2 separate regions of the Zea mays genome follow, and region 1 is linked to region 2. The links are chromatin contacts, called in public Hi-C maps. All regions are on one chromosome and are shown on one strand. Each heading gives the region's core, a stretch centred on a gene start, on an enhancer-like site or on the middle of the called end of the contact. The rest is flanking DNA. Distances are from core to core; before and after follow the strand shown. Region 1 holds the start of LOC100217012 (putative protein of unknown function (DUF640) domain family protein). Region 2 holds the start of LOC103626653.

The links. A called contact is a pair of places that touch in the nucleus more often than the background predicts.
Region 1: a contact with region 2 is called in a Hi-C map of tassel, with 4 times the contacts expected there. The contact joins the promoter of LOC100217012 here to the promoter of LOC103626653 in region 2. A contact is called at or near these places in 2 of 25 Hi-C or Micro-C datasets (leaf and tassel).

What each region holds. Positions count from the first base shown.
Region 1 is chr5:85,226,878-85,230,880 of Zm-B73-REFERENCE-NAM-5.0, reverse strand. It overlaps LOC100217012 (putative protein of unknown function (DUF640) domain family protein), which reads right to left and starts at 2,402. Exons shown (of 1, transcript NM_001143388.1): 1 at 938-2,402. The coding sequence starts at 1,956. The coding sequence ends at 1,144.
Region 2 is chr5:84,905,930-84,909,599 of Zm-B73-REFERENCE-NAM-5.0, reverse strand. It overlaps LOC103626653, which reads right to left and starts at 2,249. Exons shown (of 2, transcript XM_008647053.2): 1 at 2,036-2,249; 2 at 1,139-1,946. The coding sequence starts at 2,167. The coding sequence ends at 1,608.

The DNA.
Region 1 (4,003 bases), core at 1,153-3,652, 320 kb before region 2:
TCTTCTATCAAAGTATGACATAGCCGAGAAATCTTGGCATGCAAATCTTCATTAGAGAGTTGTTCATCCTGAGATATAAGGCTGTCTCCAGCAACGTCCTCTATATTCATCCTCTATATCTGTCCTTTACAGTCTTCTCTAAAAGATTTTATCCTCTATATCTCATTTCTCTCCAACAACGTCCTCTAAATCACGTCCTCTATACTCAAATACCCATATTAAAAACATTTTTTAATTTTATTTTTTGTACATACGTATTTATCATACTCTCAAATATATTGTACATATTTTAATTTTGCTAAACTGGTTATTTAAAGTAGTCAAATGAATAGAGGATCGTTTAGAGAAACTCTATATATAGAGAATCCAGCAGCGTCCTCTAAATTTACAGGACCGTTTAGAGGACGTTGCTGGAGAGCGTAGAGGACCGTTTGGTCCTCTATATTTAGGGTAGAGAACCCTTTAGAGGGCCTTGTTGGAGCCAGCCTAACTCCTCGTGGAGCACTTGGATTGTGCTCAGGCTAGTGGTTTCTATCTATTACTCTTGGAGCAAGAGCTGCTAGCCAACTAGTTGTATCTCATTGAAGCACCATGCTCTTGTAGTTACTTTAAGCCGTTTGTAATCTCCCACAACTCTAGCCTTGGTGGCTTTCTCAACAATGTGGTGGTACAAGCCTTAGTCACAAACTGAACCATTAGATAAATCGTTTGTGTGTTGTGCTTGTGCTCTACTTGCGCCATATCTTACTCTCTATTTCAATGCAAAGCATTACTTTGCATGTTCATATATATACGGTTTTCTGGAGATAGCCTTACACCACATGAAATCCCCAAGAAGAACGTCGCCAGGGAGAATGAACAAGCCATCTAATCCTGCCATTCTATGGATCACTGCATACACAAGACCATGCAAAATCACTAGTACAACCAAAAGGCTGGCAGGCAGACAGGCAGTAGCAGCGGTTGATGATGGGGCACACAGCCAGTGTCATCTCATACTTAGATCGCGCGCGCACGCCGAGACCAAATCGGTCGCCATTAGCAGAACCTGCAAGTTTACTTACGTGCCTAATCACTCTTGCATTTCTGCTAATTAAGCCGATGGAACGGTGGAAGAAGTACTGGTGCAAGCAAGCAAGCTAGCTAGTTGAACACGGACAGCGGCATCAAGAACCCGGCCGCGTGCGCCTCGGCGGCGGCTGCCATTGCCAGCGCAATATCATCCCCAGTGCCGCCACCTCCGCCCGCGGCCGGGTCGATGGGCTCGGTCGCCGGCGCCAGGAAATGGCCATGGAGGAAGTGCGCGTGCGGGATCAAGAAGTGCGGCGCCGGCGGCTCGGCCACCGTGCCCGGCGCGGCGTGCGACGGGTGCTGGTGCTGGCCGTCCTGCTGCTGCTGCTGCTTGGGCTGGCGGTGCGCCGGCGGGTGGCGCTTGCGGCGCTTCTTCTCGTAGGCGATGCCGCGCGCCTTGGCCTGGCTGTCGCGGACCTCGCGGAGGTAAAGCCTGACGGCGCGCGCGCCGAAGGGGTTGGCCTCGGGCCGGCCCCCGTGCTCCTCGAACGCGGCGCGCAGGCGGCCGACGAGCGCGTCCAGGCTGCCCCACGCCTGCTTGAGCGGGCACGGGCAGGGCGCCGGCGGGGACGGGTGGCCGAAGAAGGGGCACCGCGCCGCGTGCACCTTGGTCTTGCCGAACTGGTCCAGGTAGCGCAGGAACTCCAGCACGTGCGCGCCGCTGCACCGGGCCAGCTCCAGCGGCGGCCGGTGGTTGCGCAGGTACTGCCCGAACGTGTGCCAGTCCCGCCGCTTCTGCGACTCGTACCGGCTCGGCCGCGCCGCCGCGGCGCCAGGGCTGTCGGCCGCGGACGCGACGACGCCGGCTACCTCCATGGCTCGCTCGGTCACCTGACGATCTCCGCGAAGCGCGAACACGAGCTCGACCAGATCTGCACGACGCATGCCTGGTTGGATAGTGAAACGATTTGGCTATGGTTATACTATACGTATAATAAAAAGGACGAATAATGCAAGGAGCAAAGAGCTGGTCGGATCAGTCGCTTCATCTATTCTTGGCCGGCCGGGGCGACGGAGCTGGGACGGACCAGGAATTCAGAATCCTCGATGAACTAGCTAGGGTTTCAGGCTAGACTCAGCTAGCTGCCACACCAACCTGTATGCCTGCACTCTGTAGCGATATACCTACTCCTACTCTCTCTATCTGGAATTGACTAGCACAGTTTGATGATCTAGAGCTGATCCGTAGCAGACAGCAGACATGCAAGAACGAACTGACGCACATTGAAGTTAAAGAAAAAACGCACAAGGAAAATGCGGAGAACGGAAGGAAGCAAAGCAAAACTGCAAACTTTAATCGACTCAATCACTAGTGAGCCGAGCTACAGAAGTGCAAGGTTGGTGCTCGACGAACAGAGGCGACACTAGAACACTCTTCCTGCAGGCAGCGTCTGTGTACATGTAGAAGTCACATTTTTCTAGATTTATTATATATAAATAAAAAACAATACTGATATAATTATAAATTGTAATAGTTATCGCTAATTTGGTGACAAAATATATTTTTATAACATAATTTATTTAAAAACATAAATTTTAATACTATTTTCTATAAATTTAGTTACATTTTAAAAAATATTTTTGAACGTGTTGTGCATTATTATTATTATTATTTGGACGGGTGTCCTCCACATCTACAGCACACTTCGCCATTTTCCAAGGAGCTCGGGCTGCTCTCTTGTTTGGTGTGGCTGGCTGGATAGATCAAAAAGCCGGAGAACTGTAGAACGCACCTAGCGAGTGGTAATAGACTCTAAAAAGTTTTAGATTATATAAAATTTAAGGATGATATCAAGACATCACGTTATATTTTTATTCATTTTTAAATTAAAATTTGATCCATTACCCTCCCTAGTTTCCAGATGGAAATGGCGAATTGAAATCGATCCCCCAAGCCCTGAAACGAGTGTCGCCGCCCCAATTTATGGAGCAGGGTCCTTTATCTATTGGTTTTAGATTAAAACCGACTGTTTAAATTGATGCAGCTGCAATTTATAGACATAAAAACACTGTAAAAACAAAAATAGTAGAAGTCGTATGGATTAAACCCAAACCAACATGGCTGGTCAGCGGACTAGCAGTAATCTATGTGTGCGTGCGTGACTGCCTTTTGAAGTTGAGTACCGCACGAATAAAGCACGATCGATCGATCGACTGAAGGAACAGTAGATGGTATGCGCAGGAGTAGACTAGCAAACAGTGCAAGCCGTGGGCTGGGCATAGAATATGGTGGTGACACGGATGCATGCAGACCCAGTGTACGATATGCAAGAGGAGGAAGCAAGAAGAGCGAGATCACAGAAAGCTTTTAGAAACTTGCATGCAAGATTGCAAGAACCACAAAGGCGGTCGACGGATTTGATCAGTGGAGGCGCAGCGCATGGCGAGAGAGCGTACCAGCAAGTAGGAGAGGATGAGACGACGGATCGGGAGCGGAAGCTAGGGGTCGGGATCGGAACTCGTCCCACGACTGAGCCGGCAGAGGAGGAGAGCATGTGGCGAGAGGAGGCAGATAAATATGGTGGGTTGAGGAGAGCGGTCTCATGGCCAGCAAGCTGAGAAGAAAGGAGGGAGAGGGAGAGAGGTGACAGGTGATACAAGGTGCAGTGCAACATGGGGTATGGAGACACTGATAAGGCTCGGGGGTCCCGCATGCGGCGCAGATATCAGCCTCGTGGGGCCTAGACAGAGGAGAGAGAAGCAGAGACGGCGAGGCAGCTACGACGACGACGACGAGTCTGTCGGTCCCCATTACACAAAAGGTCGTCACATCAGTTGTCACCTCAGCATTCTGCTCCGTCTTTTCGCCATGGCCGGTCTCTCCTGTCTGCAGGGCCCGACCGCGGCGTTAATGCGAGCGGAAGTGACGGGGCTCCTGCTTTCTCGAAGGCGAGATGTCACCTCACCTCACAGCGACGATCATGGCGCTGCG
Region 2 (3,670 bases), core at 1,000-3,499:
TTTCCATTTTTCTGTAAAAACCAACAAAAACTAGTTGGTTTCGTGGTAAACTAGTGGTTTAGAGCGGTTTTCCGCCGATTTTTCACCTGTAAACCAGTTCAAATTTAAATTGATTAAACCGGCAGGTTTTAATCCATTTACTAGTGGTAAACCGTTATCGGTGGGTAACGGTTTTCCCACCCGAAACGGTTTTGTAAACCGTTGTCATGACACGGCAGACGGTACGAAGCTCCAAGCCGGTGAAGACGACCATGGGTCACGCGTCTCCCGCGTCCATGCTAAAGTTCGCAGGCCCGCTTGTTTTCGATAATGACGAGAAGACAACGCCGTGTTTTTTAAAAAGAATTTGAAGTCATATTCTTTTAAAGAATTTAAAGCGTAACGGAAGGAAAGATGTCTAAGAAGTGTGAACTGAATTTTTTATAATTGTTTTATAAATTAAAATCTAAAGTCAAGTCTAATGTTACTCTTCGTATTCATTAATGCACTTAAGGGTGTGTTGAGTTGAGAAGTCAACTGAAATAGAACGAAATTATTTCTGATCGTGAGAATAGAGTCATTTCATTCTATGTTTGGCAAGCAGAATAGAGTCGCTCAAGTTTTTGTTTGGTTTAGAATAGAGCAGAACCACTCCATTCTTTGTTTGGATTGCAAGTCATATGAGTGTGGAGAGGGAGGCAGAAGAGTGCTCGCGTCCAGGAGAGCGCTCGCATCCGGTCGTTTTGGTGGAGCGGAAGCATCTCAACTATTTATGGTATATATTTTCATATGAAGACTCTAGGAGCCGCTTCGCTCCACTTTCATTAAAAACCAAACATCCAAAAGAAATAGTAATAGAGCTGCTCTATTCTCTTTCACTACTCAACCAAACACACCCTAAAAATGTTGTGCTCTAGTTGTAGGTCTAGCATGTCAATTCAAGAAATATAAATACTTAAAATAAATATAAATGCTTAATTAAAAACATTAGAAACGCCTCAATATTTTGACAAGGTACTAAAGAGTTGGCACTTCCAACCTATCCGTGTTGGAGCAACTACGCAAGGTCACTTTCTCTTAGCCCGTGTAAATATCATGTGCTCTCTACGAGTTGTTCTATATGTCAGAACTTCTGAAAAAGAAATTGTGTAGTGGTATGTAATGTAACCATAGAGTCCACTGTCTTATTGTAGTTACAGTAAAATGAGACTAAAGTATTTGAATAATCCACTAGCTTGGTGAATTATCTTAACATCCATGGTCTGTGTGAAAGCCTGAATGTTCACAACTCCAGCTCTTTCTTCAATTGCCTTTTGGGCTACTTACGAAGGAAAGCATGGGTTCCGCACTATTTTCTTAAATTATGTGCGGGCTTACTGTGACTTTGGGGCTTACTGTGACTTTTGCTAACAAATGACAACTCGAGCACACCAACTATTTTGGCTAACGGCGTCCGTGCCAACTTAAGCATTAGAAAAGAAAGGCTAATAAATTGGTGCAACAGGGCCGTGACCAAACTACAGCTTCCCTATTCCCATTTCGTTAGGCCCATCTTAGCTTAATTTGTCGGCCCGGCCCGGGCTAGAGAACCGAGTCCGCAACACCAGGCGACCGCACGGCGCAACCCTTTACGCGTCCAGCTCCACCAACAGCAGGACGAGGACTGTGCCGGCCGACGCCACGAACAGCGCCGCCGCGGAAGCCACCAAGAGGACCCGCCGGCGCGCCGCGGACACGACGTGCGGAGCGAGCACGGTGCCGGCGGCGGAAAGGAGAGCCGCGAACGCGAACAGCACGCAGATTCCCCCGGTCCAGCCCCAGCGCCGTCGCCGCTCGGCGTCGGTGTCGGTGTCGCCGCGGAGGAGGAAGAACAGGTTGGTCAGGTCGACGGCGGCTGTTGCGGCCACGGCCAGCGCCGTCTTCTCCGTGGAGTCCGTCTGCTGCGTGGCTGCGGTGCTGCTGCTGGTCTGCAGTAACCGGAGTGTGGCTGCTGAGCTGCTAATAGCCTAGCTAGGGCAACGAACGTGGATGCAGCTCGGGTGGTCGGTCTACCTACCTCCAAGTCAGCGGTGTCTGGCGCCAGCCGCGTTCCTTCGACCACGGCGACGATGACCTGCCACGTCGCCATGGGAACGCCTCCGCTGTCGTCGTCACTTTCTCGGAACGGAACTCCGTGTCTTCCAACCATCACCAAGGAGCAAGAAATGCATGCAGGGGCGAGCACAGCTGATACTCCTATAAATGGCGACGGCGTTGCGGAGCGCGGTGAGCATCAGAGTGTGGTGGTGCCGGTGGTCAAGTCAATTGGAAATGCGCAGTCGTCAAGTCAATTAGAAATGCGCAAAACGCTGCAAGTGGCAAGTCAACGGTCCACGGTCTACAAGCTAGCTAGTGCCATCTCAACAGTAAACAACTCCTTGAGTATCTGTCGGTCCCAAGCTCCGCACTCTCGTTTGATTTGGCGCGCGCGGTCTCGTTAATTTTTAGATTTTTACACATTTATAGGAGCAGCTTTGACAAAACGTACGCATCTGGAATGCTTGTTAGCGGTGCGTCACTTGGTTTTATTCTGGGAGAAAAAAGAATGTTGGTGTGACGTGGACCATGGTTTCACTTCTCGGTCGACGAGTAACGGTTTTCGGTAAAAACAATTTACCGTTTTCTCGCTTTGATCCGGTATAAAAAAACCAGTCCGATTTTTTGTGTAGTTTTAGTTCAGAATTTGAAAATAGAAAGGTCAAAATTTGGTTAATAAAACGGTTTTTAAAAATTATAAAACGAAGTAAAAGTTATAGAAAGGTCAAACGAAGTATAAACGGTTTAAAAATGACAAAACAAAGCATAAAAATAAATTTAATATTAGGTGAACATATGGTCCACGTATCTCTACTATTTATTAAGGCTGCAAGAGTAGTCTGTCATTCCCGTGTTCTGCCACCATTCTTGTTCTGTCATTCCCGTTCTGCCACCATTCTCATGTCTGTCATTCTCATTCTTTGTTCTGTCTTTCTCATTTCCTCCTCCCCGCAAAGCCCATTCACATTCCCCCGTACAGCCCCACATCTAGCTAAAATTAAAAAAACACACATGTCCTCAAGGGGGGATTTGAACCCGTGACCAAACCGTGACCTCTCAAGCAAAGGCCAAGAGTAGCTACCGCTACACCACATGTGTGTTTATGTCTACATCTATGACAGGAAACACATCTACTACATCTCTCACCAAGCTCACTTGCTACCCTTGCACAATGCGTAGTAGTAGATAAGTATCACCGAGATTCTTGAATTATATTTTTTGATGTAGGTAATATTATTTAAAGAAGAGCTTTACATACAATTTCTTTTGTTTGAATAATGTGTTATACTTAAATTCCCTTTTTTGCATGCGTGACATTTTTTCTTCATAATATTTTTTCCCATGGATCAGACTTGTGAGTCATTTTCATAAACCAACGCCAAGCATGAATCCATGTTTCTTACTTGAAACCCCGAACAAACACCATTAGCAAGAGACACTCGCATTGGCGTCGCTTATCGATGACGAGAAGAAGCTTGGCGACTGTCAGTTCGACCTCTAGAAGCAGTCCTACGTGGTCGCATGTGTCGCTGTGTATGACAAGCTCCCGCGAAGCCGCCGCTTGGACGTGGTCCAGAGCAGCTGCACCACGCTGTCCATCGTTAAGCAGGGGGCC